2 separate regions of the Juglans regia genome follow, and region 2 is linked to region 1. A link is a contact called in public Hi-C data. All regions are on one chromosome and are shown on one strand. Each heading gives the region's core, a stretch centred on a gene start, on an enhancer-like site or on the middle of the called end of the contact. The rest is flanking DNA. Distances are from core to core; before and after follow the strand shown. Region 1 overlaps LOC109005109 (probable beta-1,3-galactosyltransferase 12). Region 2 holds the start of LOC109009678 (probable serine/threonine-protein kinase SIS8).

Region 1 (7,672 bases), core at 2,580-5,079:
TGTCTTGAAAATCAATTAACTGCTTGCCTTTGCTGTTTTTTTTTCACCCACAAGTCCTATTGCATCTAGTAATTGCTGGCCTTGCTTGTCATGCATCCGTACAAACTTCTTGGTCCCTCAAAACAGATTTTTTGCTTCTTTGAAAGAAATACAGGGATAAAAGATTGCTCAAATTGACAATCTTGATATACAAATCAATTTTAGTTCAAACCTAGGTAAACCTTTCAAATCCAAAAGATGGATCATTATGCCACATTTGAGAAAAGTTTGCATTGATGCCCTACATTGTGTTGACTGATATATAAACGCTTTGGTCTAAGTGGTTATAAATATTTTAAATGTAATTAACTCTTCTATGTATTTGGTTTGAATTCTTTTGTGATTTCTGATTCTCTAGATTTACTATATTTTACAATCTTTTGTGAGCTACACGGGTTCTTACATTTATGACTTGGCAAGATGAGAAAGTAAACCTTCTAAAGGAAAAAAAAAAAAAGGGGAGAGTGAGGATAATATGTCTGGACAATTGCTATTCTTGAACCAACTCGTTCTTTGATCTAATTCAAGAATTTTGCTGGTTTGTGTTATCACATTCTGTCACCTTAAGCAAGCCTCATATGCATCTCATTGAGTTCTCTTCCCTCAGAAGCATTATTCCTCTCATGCTGAGCAGCCTTTCCTTTCTCTGTTTCCTTTATTGGTTTTACAGACTTTTTTCTTGCAAGTATCTAAGCTTGCTATTGCCTTTAGGGGATGGTTTCTTTTGCCTACTTCCCCCTTCATGAAATTACTTATAAAAAAGGGTTTGAACCTGTAAATTACCAACATGTATACTAAATAAATTAATAGAAGCCATATAACAATGGCATCATTCATCCTATCGCGATCAAATATTTTTTTTCTCTATTTCTTGGGAAAATTTCTTTGTTTGCGTTATTAATGCCACAGAAATGTCATATAGAAAATCCTTTTAAACTGTAATGTTTCCTATGGCTATATTCTGCTCACTGGATTTAATTTCTAGCCTTCAGTTTGAGGATGTTTAGCAATGAAGATGTCACAATTGGGTCATGGATGCTTGCTATGAACGTGCATCATGAAGATAACCGGGCAATATGTGACCCTCGATGCACACCTACATCTATTGCTGTGTGGGACATCCCAAAATGTTCAGGTAATCCCTTTTTTTTTCCAAGTACACTGGATGTATACAAGAGAAAACACTTAGTTGGGGGCAGAAATAGATACGAGGAACATTAAGCCCATCTAGGAAAATGAACCTAACAAAGCCCTAGCCCAAGCCCAAAGATGCACCTGCCCCAAACCACCACCAGTGCACCAATGCCTATCCCACCAAACCAGGTTTTACCCATACACCAAGCCGCTGTAAATTCCCCAACACACTCCTCAGTACTTGTAAACTCTGAACGGGCCTACTAAAAATATACAATTGTTTCTATCTTCCCTCTGGTCCTCCCTCGTCTTGAACTACCTCCCCTAGCGTCATAGTTGATTGCCCAAGTAAGACGCTTTAATTCTCTGGTCTTCTTAGATCTTGATTTTGCGCCAAGTACTTGACCCACCTCTATTGCAGTGAGTAGTGCTGTGAATTGATCCTCAAATCCTTCACAGGTAATCCCTACACACAATTCTATCTCATTTACCTTGTTCAAAATCCAATCCGATGATGAATCAACTATATTGTTAATCGGTGGGAGAGATATTGGGGGGACAACATCTTCTGCAGACTCCGCTTCAAACAGTAGGCCAAGCCCTATAAATTCCTCCTTGCAAGCCACCAATGACAGCCCCATCCCTTCCTCCACGCCAGTTCCTAAAACTCGCATCTCCTCCACAGCGCCATTGATGATGTCACCACCTTGGCCAAAGTTATGTGTCGACCCACAAGATGCCTGAAGAGGTACCAAGGAACTGGTTCCCTCCGACATGGGTGTTGGAACCATGGTCGCCATTTGAAGTTTGGGGTTAGCGGAAACTCCCCAAAAACTCAGGAATACCTTAGGTCCGTTGTTGGTGGCATTGATTCGACGAAGATAGCATTGACTGCGCCACTTGTCGGCAAACTTTCCAAGTCACCCTTGGTGAGGGGCAGTCCGTTTCGGCCGTCTCCACTCCAATACCCGATGTAGAACCCACTTCGAATGAAGATGACCCGCTTCTCCTTTTGACCCACCACACTCGCCGGGGTCCAGATATTGAAATTGGGCCAAACCCAACTTTCTTGTTTCCTTTATCTAATTTTATAGCATTCGGCCCATCACTTAACACGCCAAGCCCGCCCTTATTGGGCCTTACAGTACCATTACCACCTCTTAGCATACCTAACCCTTCAAGTTTTGCTGATAGCATAGCAACCACTGCCTTCAACTAAGCAAGCTGGTTTTGAATCTCTTTTAATGTACAGTGCATGCCATTGGGAAGACCCAAACCATCCAAGTCGGACCCCTTCTGACTTGGAATATGTCCATGTGCAATCTGTAGAGTCTGCAGACCCTTTTCACTGCTTTCCTTTTTGCCCCTATTAGCAAACTGAGTCACCGAAGCAGGACCCATATTTAGAGCTTCTGCATATGATCGCCTCACCACCGTGGCTGTGCTCGGGTCTTTTTGCTTCAGGCCCATATTGTTGTTCTCATGAGCAGATAAATTCTTTTGGCTTTTCCCCAATGACCCATCTCCATGATTGCCAGAAAAGAGATCAGCGAATCTGCGCAACTTGACAACAAATTTCTCCCAACCCAGGCCTTCATAATCCTATTTTTTAAAGCCTTGTGCCATTGGTTCTTTTCTATAAGTACCATGAGATAAATTTATGACGTGATATGAAAGAATGTTATTTCTTAGATTTTAAGTGAAGTCATTTTCTTGTCAAGCGAGATGTAATTGTTCTGAGCTGTTCTTTTTTAACGTCCATGCTATGTAGAGACACTCTGGCCTTGACCGTGGAAAGAACTGATAGTGTACTGTAATTATACAGATAAGGAAGTTCGTTAATAATTTTATCTGCCTTGAAAGAGTTGTTAATCTGAGTTTCATTTCCTCTTAAATACTTCCTTCCTCAGGATTTCTCTCATTCTGAATTTAGTTGTCGAACCATGTAATAATCCTTGAGGGTTTTGACCTCAACTGGTGCAGAAAATGCAATTGTTCAACATAACGTGGTTGTTAACACTTTTGCATAGATAATATTTACTTTTTCTTGTTTTACTACGATGAGCGATTGCCTATGTATTGTCGTGAACTCAGTGAATACCGTACTGAAATCAAGAGGTGCTTTTCTGTAGCATGCTCTATAATATGAAAACTATTGAAAATTGTCAGGTTTATGCAACCCAGCTAGACGGCTGAAGGAGCTTCACAAGATGAGTATGTGCTCCAAAAGTCCAACCTTGCCTCCTGATGACAGGTAGTACCCCCCGGTCTTGCCCTGAATTACACTCAAACATACATGCTGAAAACAGAGGAAGATCAGCTCGTATAACTGGGATTTCTTCTTTCCTGGGAGGATTAAAAAGGCATGAACGCTACTATATGGTGAATATAAAGCGATAGTTAGTTTAAACTAGTGTGAAAGCTTTTATGGTATAAGCGATTATCGAAACTGTCGTTACCTGTCGGCTGGTTTCATCGGGGAATAAGAAGTTAAAACCTTTGCTAAATACTGTAATTTCTGTGGAGCAATCGTGATCTGGGAAAGATTGGCTTTTTGTTCTGTATATTAGTTCTGTTGGATAAGTATAAACTATTTTGTCTGTACATAGCCATAGAAGAGTAGAATTAAGAGTGTTAAAAGGGGACAAATAGGAGTCTCAACATCACTAAGAAACGGGGCCCCATTTCCATTAAAGACATTGTCATTTAGCTCAAATGACATGGTTCTCCAGCTCGAAAAACCAAAATCGTGATGATCTTGAAAATCACTGGCATCGTGGTTGACACACGTGTTATTGCATTCAGCTATATATGTATTTGACAGTATCTATTTTATCACCACAAATCTGATCTAGCAATAGCAACTTCTAACTTGCATGCATTAAGGAGTGACTCAGAGGTCTCATACGTAGCACTATTATTCTTCATATATGTTATTGATCATGTTTGGTGATCGAGAAATGATTTTTCTTAGCCTGGTGACTATGGAAATCTTCTCGTGTGTGGTTCCAAAGCAAGGAGCCATATATATGTGATTCACTTATTTCTTCAATCAGGTGTGAGATGGGGGATCGACTGTATATTTTGTCTTTCGTCTTGTTCTAATGATTTCGAAATTTTTTTAATGATTTCGAAATTTTTTAAATGTCATTTTCAAGAGAATCAAGGGAAATCTCATTCTACGGTGACTAATATGATTTGCATCTTTTAAAGAATAAGGGTATGTTAATGAAAACCCCATTAAAAAAAAAAAAAAAAAAAACTATATCTCTAATAATTATTCGGTTCTTAAATATATTTTTTTCTATTAAATGAGAGATAAACACAACATGAAAGCTTCATATATATATATATATATATATATATATATATTTCCGAGTTTCATATTTTCCATAAACATTATTATATATTGAGAAATATTTTAGTTACAAAGTTATAAACTTACAAACTGACGTGATTTGATGTAGTACTCCAAATTGTAAAGTTACTTTTACTGTAAGTTATATCTAACGTATCAAATGAAGTAATGTCAGTTTGTAAATTTACTCTTTGAGACTTTCTTCATGTGAATCTTTTTTTAATAAGTACCTTTTTGTGAATCTAGCACTTTTCATACATATTATGGACTTATGTCATGGTAGGAGTGACAATATGTGATACAATTCGTGAACCCAAAACGAATACGATACGAAATTAACGGATTTGGTTTGATATAAATGATTTAGTCAAAACAGGTTGACCCACTAAGACACGATTAATAAACGGTCAATAAAATGTCAACCCACTTAACACGAAATCAACCTGTAATAACCCGTTGAAACTTTATTTCAAATCACAATTTTATTATTGTTGGGTTGTAATATTAGAATTTTTTAATATACTTATATTTTTATTGTTGGAATTGTAATTTATGACTCATATTGATATTTTTTATTGCAGGATTTGTAATATTAATTTTATTATAGGTTAAAATTTAAAAGATAGCGATAATTTTTGTTTGTAAGTAGTCTTATTATTTTTTTAGATATTTTGGCGACTAATAAATATAGATTTTAACTTTTATGTGAAATTATGTTAATAAAATCAAATAGATTATAGGTACATTTACATGAAATGGTTTGAATGAGTTGTATCATGTTGATCTATTTTTAATTAATTATTAAATGGGTCAAAACGAGTGACACAACACGACCTGTTATTGAAATAGATTGAGTTAGGATTTAAATATCTGACCCATTTAACTTAACGGGTTGAGTTCAGGTTGACCCATATAGTTAAATGTTCAAGACTTAATACGACACGATCATGACCCGCACGCAAACATGATTGTTCTCAGACTACTTAATTATTATTTATAAATAATTCAGTATTATTTAAAAATTATTTCATTTCTATTTATAAATAATTTGAGATACTATTTACATCCAAACGGAACTAATTGCACCAATATTTGGAATTGGTAATTAATTTGAATATTAGTTTTTGGCAAATCATGCCAAACCTACTTTTTAAGTAATGAATAAGCTTCGCCATACAAACTTACAAAGACGACATGATCTCTAGCTTCTTATTGGATTGCTGATATTTATTTATTTATTGTTAAACAATATCTTTTTGCCAAATTTTTTCCTCTTACCATTGATTAACTGACGGACAAAATAATGATAATGCACATCGTATATAATAAAAGAAAATTTCTATTAATCATTTTTACACCACGCACAACATATAATTTTTTATTTATTTTTCATCTTAATAAATATGTGGTGTGTGGTGTGTAGTGTATTAGATGATAAGTAGCAAAACTCATAATAAAATTACTAATTTATTATTGCTAGTCACTATCGTACAGAAAAATTGTTAATTTTAATTCTACCCTATTTTTACTTCTATTAATAACATGGAAATGGAATTATTTAAACATATTAATTATAATAAATTAAGTGTAAGTGTTCCAAACTTTTAAATTAATTAATTATAGTTTTCTTATGGAGAGTATGTCTTGAAGCATTTCCTACTTATTTGAACCTCTTTAAGAAGAATGTAGTAGAAAATCCAAATTGTCCCATTTGTTTAGAGTAGGAAAAATACGTTGAACATGTTATTTGGGGATGTATTGTAGCAAAAGATGTTTGGGGTCAATGATTATAGAAAGTACGGGAATAGCATAATCATATAGAAGACTTTCATGGAAAATTTAGAAACCACGGGTGACTTGTTTGAGAATGAACATCTAAAAGAGATAGAAGTAGTTGCAAGAAGATTATGGTAGAGAATATATGAATGATTTTGTTTTCAAAACAGAACTTATATATCCATCCAAATATTGTGATACAGCAATCAAAACAAATTGTACCGAACTTAAAGGCAATGCATCTTGATAATTCTAGTAATACATAGACAACCACAAAATAGAAATAGAGTTGGGAAACTCATCCAAAGGATGTCATAAAGATAAATTGGGATGCAACAGTTGATAAAATACTCAGAAGGAAAGAGTACTGGCCACAATGAGAATGAGTCGAAATCTCTTTTCTGACTAGGCACCTGCTAGCATAAACTTTTGGTACTCTTCAAGCAACAATATTTGGTAATGAGCTTGGACTAAGGAACATCATGCTCGAGTGAGATGCTCTTCAAGTGATCTAAGCCATTTCAAAATTTGAAGCTTTTTAGAATGGCAAAAGAATGCTTATCAATGATGTGAAACAAAAACTTTTAAGTTTTGATCATTGGTTAGTTCATCAGGTTAAAAGAGAGGCTAATAATGTGGCTTATGTTTTAGCAAAAAATGCTTTAAATATCTCTAGTGAGACTTTATTTTTTTTTAATAAGACATTTATAGATAAACTAACGGTAACAAGATACAAGGTTAGGGTGAGAGTCCTTTACAGTCTTCCAAAAACTAACATATTACAAAAAAAAAAAGCGGGTTTTGGAGCCAAATAAATGGCTCCCACCCATTTCCCACAAGGAGAGACCGTTTGGTGACGGTTTTTAAATAGTCTATTGAACAGACTATAAAGCTGCAGCTATAAGCCGCAGTAAAAGGTTGTGTACTGCAATGTGTTGGTCTGAACTAGCTAGAAGGAACTTCATCCACTTTCACTCGATTCTTAGATAAGGAAAGCGATAACATAGGAAAGCAACCAGGAACTAAGACGAATCGTTGGCGAGGGGCCACCACTGGCTGTGGCGGCACGAGCACATACAACCACATCTGAAAAGGAGTGGAAGGTTGGAACAGAAACATCCGACGCCGCTGATTCTGACGGTGCCGCGCGTGGTGGCAAGAACCTTTCCCAGGCGCGGCGGTTCGTGAAACTCACGCATGGCATAGACCCCGCGTGAGGTTTACGCACCACTCAAATGGACAGATTTCTTCTGCCGTCTTGAAGATCGGCTCTTGGGGAGGCTGATGGAGGGGCTTGTGTCAGACTTTGTTTGCCAAAAAGCAACAGATCGACTAGTTTTGGTGCAAATGGGTAAAAGCTAACAA
Region 2 (7,672 bases), core at 3,755-6,254, 42 kb after region 1:
TCAGCCACTCGGTACAATTTCTGCTGCGCCTTGGGGCTCTGCACTTATCTTGCCAATATCATACACATATATAGCCATGATGGGGTCTAAGGGACTCACCGACGCATCAAAGATAGCAATTCTGAATGCCAACTACATGGCAAAACGTTTGGAGGTTCCGAATTATTTCTTATTCATTCTATGCCTCACTTCTGGAAAATCACTTTGTGCTATAAAACCTGGTAGTTCTATGCTCTGGCCATGTCTGTCTGTGAAAAGAAGAACGACAGTCATTTGTTTTCCTAGCAAGTTCCATGATAATGTGGCAGATGATTGTATTACTTCTTAAATAAGATGTGTGTGACCAGTGCATGGAACCCACGCATGTTTGTGTTAGAAAACTCTTGAGGTTTTGAGTTATTACTCTTTTTTGCAATTAAAGTATCAATAATTTTTCCCAGTTTTCTCATGGTAGTATATTGCTTTGGCTTCTGCAGAACCATTATCCCGTTCTTTTCCGTGGTGTCAATGGAACAGTTGCCCATGAATTCATTGTTGATTTAAGAGGCTTCAAGGTAGTTTTATTTGTTGTTTTTTTAATAGTTGTCTACTGTTTCTGTTTTGAGAGCAATAATAAAAGCATTACTGCAGAATACCGCTGGGATAGAGCCTGAAGATGTTGCCAAACGTCTAATGGACTATGGATTTCATGGACCAACAATGTCATGGCCAGTTCCAGGCACACTCATGATTGAACCCACTGAAAGTGAAAGCAAGGTATGCCCATGTGGGAGCCCTTTCTCTTTCATACCACCCTTATCCTCTCTTTTGTTTTTCATGTTTAAGTAAATTTAAAATCTTTTGCAGGCTGAGTTAGACAGGTTTTGTGATGCTCTTATTTCCATAAGAGAAGAAATTGCTCTGATTGAGAATGGAAAAGCTGATGTCCACAACAATGTCCTGAAGGTGAAATAGCTAATTTTTTTTCCACTCCTGCAATTAGTTGTCTCTCAAATTTTAAATTAAGCAGACACCCAATTTAATTTTGATCTTTATCTTTGCATGATTCTGGATGCATCTTGATATGTATAGATATAATTTAATAAATGAACTTCAAGAGCAATTATCTAACAAGTGTGAGTGCAGGGAGCTCCTCATCCACCATCCCTACTCATGGGAGATGCTTGGACAAAACCATATTCTCGGGAATATGCTGCGTTCCCTGCTTCTTGGCTCCGTGGTGCGAAGTTCTGGCCTACTACAGGTATCAAATTCCATCTTTATTTAATATTATAATTCTGAAATATTTTTTGTTTAATGCCTTTCCCCATCTTTTATTCCCTTTCTTATGTATGAACTGGTATCCTTTCGGACTGACCTGCTATTAGAAAAAAGTACTTGAGTTTTCTTAAGCAACAACAAAAATACTTTATCAATTAATATGCATGATATTATTACTGATTCCATTCACTTTCAACATATATTTTAACTATTTTAAGACGATCTACTTAGTCGATGATTATCATCAAAAGTTGCAACTCCTAGAGATGATGACAAACCTTAAATGCTCAATTTTAATCTGTAGCACTGAAGTAAACATTTCTTTAGAATGCATGCATTCTGCTGTAGGTGCTCTTAATTTTACTTAATGCTGAATTCTTTTTGCGCTGTTATCTCAGGACGCGTAGACAATGTGTATGGTGACCGCAACCTCATCTGCACCCTTCTCCCAGCATCACAAGTTGTTGAAGAAGCAGCAGCAGCCACTGCTTAGTCTTCAGTGCCATGCTCCTTGCTCCAAGGTTTCTCGACGAAACCATATTCTTCTCCCCCATTTGTAAATAAATTTCCTTCTCTATACAAGTCCTTTGCAGCTGGTGACATTCATTTTCACAAGACAATATCGATGATCAGCTTTCCTAAATAACAATTGTTGCTAATTGCAACTCGAATGGAATGTCTGCAATTCATATTTGCTTTGTTCTTGCCCTCTAGGGACCTAGCCAATAGCAAACAGAATCCAAATGCTTAAACTTATTGAAAAAAATGCTAATTGTGGTTCTTAATTCATAAAGCCAAGATTGGATTAATGTTCATTCGCTTCGCTTGCGGAGCGGCGTGTCGAAAAAAAGAAAAGCGGATTAGAATTGTTATCAGTACTACAGAACAAACTAACTAATTTCAATAGTGGATAGGATAAGTTGCTATTCTATTATATTGAGACTGGAAAAAATGGGATCAGATGAAAAGTGCTTGACAAAGAAGTGGAGGGCTTGAGAGTCATAGAAGAAAGGGCACTTCCAGTGTATTTTCATTAGAAAGGATATGATGTATAGGAAAAAAAACAAAGAAAAAGGAGAACAGAAGAGAAGGTCTTAAGAAACTAGTAATGGTTAATGGTAGTGAGCAAGATAAGCTGTTCATCAGCATCTACCAAGCTTCCCCTGAATCTTACAAAATAGCCTCTTTAACTCGTCTCCTCAGCAAACTAATTGGAAATAGTATAATCCGAGAAGATTCTATTTTGACCCCCCTATCAACTCACCAAGTCACTAGCCAAATATTGAAGAACCTTCTCTCCCCCGGTTGGTTGTTGTTGGCGGCGGCAGTGGTGGTGATGAGTCAAAGCAAGGGAACATCAAACTCATCGAAGGTTGCTCCGGGTTAACTTAGAAGATCTCCGAGATCGGACCAAATCCGGCAATGGCATCGAACTCTCATTACAATTATCCGTCTTCAATTTTTCCAAAACTGGCCCTAATCACCTGACCAGGGGATAGATTGTTGCAATGGCTTTATAAAAAGCTCCACCATTTTTAAGTATTGAAGTGTAGTCAGTAGAAGGATTTAATATCTTGCAGGAACTATAGATTTTCAACTTAAGCTGGTACATTATTATCCAGAAAGTACAACAATGTACCTTGTTTGAATTTTCTTTTTTATTTTCTTGGAAAATGCTTGGCTTTCATTAGTACAAAGAAAATTGGTATAAGGGAATGGGATGAATCCCAATACAACATCAATCAAAATATAACCAATTTGGTTTAACCATCCTAATCTAAGGTTTTCAATGCGACAGTAAAAAGCACGAAATATAAGTCTCAGATGTTCAATTTTTATGCATGCTTTTTATGAAAAGGTAGACTCCACTATAAAAAAAAAAAGTATGAAAATTTTACTTTTGAAAAAAGTTAGTTTACTCACTCTACTTGAACGCTCTACTTAACTGTGCAGGAAAACAAAATTTACTTAATAATTAAAGAAGTGATTTTAAATATATTGGTGTATTTTTTTTATTTTTTTAAAATATTTAAATATATTAAAAAAATATGAGTAGAAAAATAAAATAAAAAGTTACAAAAAATAATTATCAGTCAATTAGAGTGAGTTACTTTGAGCGACAGAGTAGACCGACTCTTTACTTTTTCTTGATGGAACTCATTTTTTTACAAAAAAAACCTTGTGCATTCTAGACTCATCCTAACATTAATAATCAAGGACAATCTTGCCTCAAAACAATGCACAAACCAATGAGAGTGTGACCATCCTATTTACATATCAACTCTAGAAAGATAAATAAAAAATAAAAAATTTAGAAACATATATAGTACCTGCCATAAGTTTATTTGCAGGAATAAATGCATTGATCTAATCGATAAATGTTACAATAAAATTCGATAAAAACTAAGAACTATTGAATTTTAGGTAGAAAAGGTAAAATACTCCAAAACTGCGGTACTAAAAAAAGCTAATAAGATCTCAAATAAATAATATTATGACTAATATTGAGAAGCAAAAACTTGATAAGTCCCACTCAATATAAAACTTACATGTTTATCCAGGGAATATACTCCAATTCTCCTTTATATATGAACTCGAGTATTGCTATTTAAAGACTTTTACATCATACGCTATACATATATCATCATTTAATTTAAAAAATAAATTTAAAATTTATTCACGTGTTATGACACATGGATGGTGTGGTGTAAAAATTTTTAAATAGAATTATTCGTACGATCCATTTCTTACTTATTTTTCTTCCACTCAAAGGCTTGTATCAAGAAATTAAAAAAGAGTAATGATATCCTTTCAATCATTTTTACAATTCTTTAAACGACCATGTTTTAAAATGGAGAAATGATATTTGTAGTCATAAAATGTGTACGTTTCATATACTTTCTTTAAGAAAATGACTATTAGTGAAATTGTATATTTTTAAAATTTTTTTTAATGATTAAGGAAGTTAAGAAAATACTTAAAATAAAATAATAATAAAAAATAAAAATTTTAAATATACTAAAAAATAAAAAAAAAATAGAAATAATAAGGCTTATCATTATCTTAAAATAAAATGCTGAAAAAAGGACAAAGAAAAAGAATACCAATTGGCCGTGGTTGCGTGCCGAAAATGTTAAAAAAAAAAAAAAAAGGGAAAGGGGATAGAATTACAAAGTACAAGTCAATTGAACAGCTAGCAAGTCTCAGCACAAGTCTCTCTCTCTCTCTCTCTCTCTTCTGTCATTTATGTAGAGCCATAAATCTATCCAATTCCAGTCGTAACAGGCAACACAAAGAGGTACCATTTTCTGATTTTTTTTTCGACCTTTTCGATTTCAATTCTCATTTTAATTTGGTGTGCATCATCCATCTCTCAAAATTTTCTCTATTCTTTCATTTTTCTATTCTAAAATATCTATATTATATACTATTTTCGTAACATAATTTAATTTAAAACATAAATTGTAAAATTTAAATTTTATAAATTAATCTTATAATTTATTATTTAAGTGATATATATAATGTGTTTTATACACCAACTTTAAAAATAAAATAATTATATCAAGCTATTAAGATTAAATTTAACTGTATTTATGATATGGCGGTTAAAATATAAATATATATTTTGACTTGGTAGTATATATATTTATATATATATATTTATGGAAGTTTATTTTTTTAGGGATTGGTTTATATAATTATATGGGTTTTGTTTGGGGATACACAATATATAGAATGCATTGGAGGGAATTGGTGAGCCGTTAATTTTATAGTCTTTGGAGTTGTGTTAGCTTGACGACGAAGGGTGCGCAGGTTAAGCGAATCTGCTTTGTGCCTAGTGGGCGTAGGTTATGCCAGTAGAGACGCACAGAAAGAAAGAGAGAACCCTTTATGCTTCGAGAGAGAGAGAGAGAGAGAGACATACAGACAGAGTCTCTGTTCCTTGGAGGATCGATGTCCAAAATGAAGCATCTACTCAGAAAGCTACACATCGGTGGTGGACTCAATGAACACCAGAGATTGGCCGAGACCCGACCCACAACGAACCCGAGCCCCACTCAGAGTCCGAGCCCGAATACGCCCGCTTCGTCTTCTTCTTCTTCGGGGCCGTCTTCGACGGCCTCTGGGCCCGCCACAATGGGGAGAATCGGGGCCGATGAGTCAGTCGTCGATCGGACGGCTGGGGATGGCGGTGGCGGTGGTGGTGATGGCTGCGTGGATTTCAATTTCATGGAGGAGGAATTTCAGGTGCAGTTGGCCCTAGCGATTAGCGCGTCCGATCCCGATGCGCGCGAGGAATCCGAGACGGCTCAGATCGATGCCGCCAAGCAGATTAGCCTTGGGTGCTCCGCTCCCGTCTCTGACAGTCAAGCCATCGTCAAGTTTTCGTCGCTTCGTTATTGGGTAGGCCATGACTTCTGATTCCCAAAATTCTCCATTTCTTTCTTATTGCAGTTGTTTCTGAATTGGAGCAAATTAGGTCTGTTTGTAAATTTTGTGGATCTTGTCTTCTTGATGGGGTACCATATATTTGCGTTTATTCTTGGATCATTTCGTTAATTATGTTAAAACGTGTACGCTATACCGTGGGCATTTCTGAAACTTTCTTGTTAGGTATATGACTTTGGTGCATTAGTGTTGGAATGATGCTTTGTGAGTTTCGGATGAGGAGGGGTGGCTTGATTTTTTATTTGTGGTGCCTTGTTTATACTATGGCAATCATTTACTTTACTCGAAAAATTCAAATTCTTTTGCAAACTATGGTGAGTGAAGTTATAAATTAATTACTTGTTTCCTTGTATTTCGTATCCAACTTTGAAGCTGTTTTCTTGGTCTTTCTTATGCATATTTTTGTACAATTACCTATAGTTGATTGCTCTCGTGTTCTGGTTTTGCCTCATGGACCATGCTTTATCTTGATCTAGTTTTCAAGATTTTGATGAGATCATTGTTCACTTTTCTATACCCTCAACTTTGTTGATGAGAAATTGAGGAAAAGTAAAGAAACAATATTCTGGCGTTCTATATTGTTGTGGTAATGAGTTCCTTGTCTTAAGTAAGTGAAATAGCTTAATTTTTTATGACATGGAACCACAATAAGGTAGGAGGGCCCTTTGGACACACCCTTGAGGAGTAAACCCCGAATACAATATTTCACCTGCCAGAACTGTGTATCAGGTAATCCAGGGAACTCCTAGTGTGGAGTGAAATAGCTTAACTACACCATTTTAGTGGAGGGCTTATTTTCTAGGAACTTAGATCATGAAATTTTAGTATCGGAAGACAGATGTCTTGTGCTGAATTTCCTATGTTGTCAGCCGGATAATTTTTTTATATTCTATATATTAAATGTTTATAGCTAATTTCTTAGTTGTCTACGTGCAGATTCTTATTGGTTTTAACTGGGGAGAGAGATTTTTCTAATAAATTTCCATTTTCCTTTCATGCAGAACTATAATGTAGTAAGTTATCATGAAAAAGTGATGGATGGGTTTTATGATGTATATGGCATTACCTCAAAGCTGGACACACAAGGGAAGATGCCTTTGTTGGTGGATCTTCAAGCAATATCCATTTCAGATAATGTTGACTATGAAGTTATTTTCGTAAATCGCTTGGTTGATCGTGAACTTCAAAAGCTTGAGAAGATAGCTTGTACCATATCCAAAGAGTATCGAGTTTCTGAACAGGGCCAGATTTTAAGTGGTTTGATTCAGAAAATTGCCGATCTTGTTGTTGATAGAATGGGTGGTGTGGTACTTGATGCTGATGAAATGTTGAGAAGATGGAACACAAGGAGTTATGAGTTACGGAATTCTCTAAACACAATTATTCTTCCCCTTGGATGTCTTGATGTAGGACTTTCACGCCATAGGGCCTTGCTATTTAAGGTTAATCATCTTTTGACTTACCTTACCTAAACTAAATTATGAAGAAGAAAATTATGTATCCTTTAACTCACCTCAGACATCTTCATTGCTTAATTTCCACTGCCTTCTTTTATTTAGAAAATATTCCTTCTTTTTGTTACCTTTTGTTTTAGAAATTATTTACTTGATGCTTGCGGTGCTAGGTACTAGCGGATAGGATTAATCTTCCATGTACGTTGGTCAAAGGAAGCTACTATACAGGCACTGATGATGGAGCTGTGAACTTCATCAAAATGGATGATGGAAGGTAATAACCTGCAGCCATAGTTTTTCAATGCTACAAGTATAAAATTTTCTCTGAATTATGTTTAAGTCAATTTTGTGATATGGGCGCTTTAAATTGGCTTTTTGCATAGGTGATGCATGTTGGGTTTTTTTTTTTTTTTTGTTGAGTTAACTGTCAATATTTCTCACGTGGGACTGCAAACAGTGCTTGTAAAGTCCCTATTGGGCTGTACCAGGGGCTTGGTATGGAAACTCGA

Evidence for each region. Hi-C and Micro-C count contacts between places; a contact is called where the count stands out from the background.
Region 2: a contact with region 1 is called in a Hi-C map of leaf, with 5 times the contacts expected there. The contact joins the promoter of LOC109009678 here to the enhancer-like site in region 1. A contact is called at or near these places in 3 of 3 Hi-C or Micro-C datasets (all in leaf).

The regions. Positions count from the first base shown.
Region 1 is chr6:4,849,417-4,857,088 of Walnut 2.0, forward strand. It overlaps LOC109005109 (probable beta-1,3-galactosyltransferase 12), which reads left to right. Exons shown (of 7, transcript XM_018983900.2): 6 at 1,032-1,174; 7 at 3,343-3,728. The coding sequence ends at 3,431. Among protein-coding and RNA genes, the nearest start is that of LOC109009675, 13 kb to the right of the region's middle. Within about 2 kb of position 3,830, the one cell type or tissue checked has open chromatin away from gene starts, as enhancers often do. A contact at or near this core is called in leaf, where this site is marked.
Region 2 is chr6:4,890,125-4,897,796 of Walnut 2.0, forward strand. LOC109009678 (probable serine/threonine-protein kinase SIS8) reads left to right here and starts at 5,005. Exons shown (of 13, transcript XM_035690830.1): 1 at 5,005-5,664; 2 at 6,711-7,151; 3 at 7,334-7,437. The coding sequence starts at 5,152. LOC109009676 (glycine dehydrogenase (decarboxylating), mitochondrial) reads left to right here. Exons shown (of 15, transcript XM_018990252.2): 10 at 1-154; 11 at 477-554; 12 at 631-756; 13 at 847-945; 14 at 1,126-1,243; 15 at 1,659-1,954. The coding sequence ends at 1,753.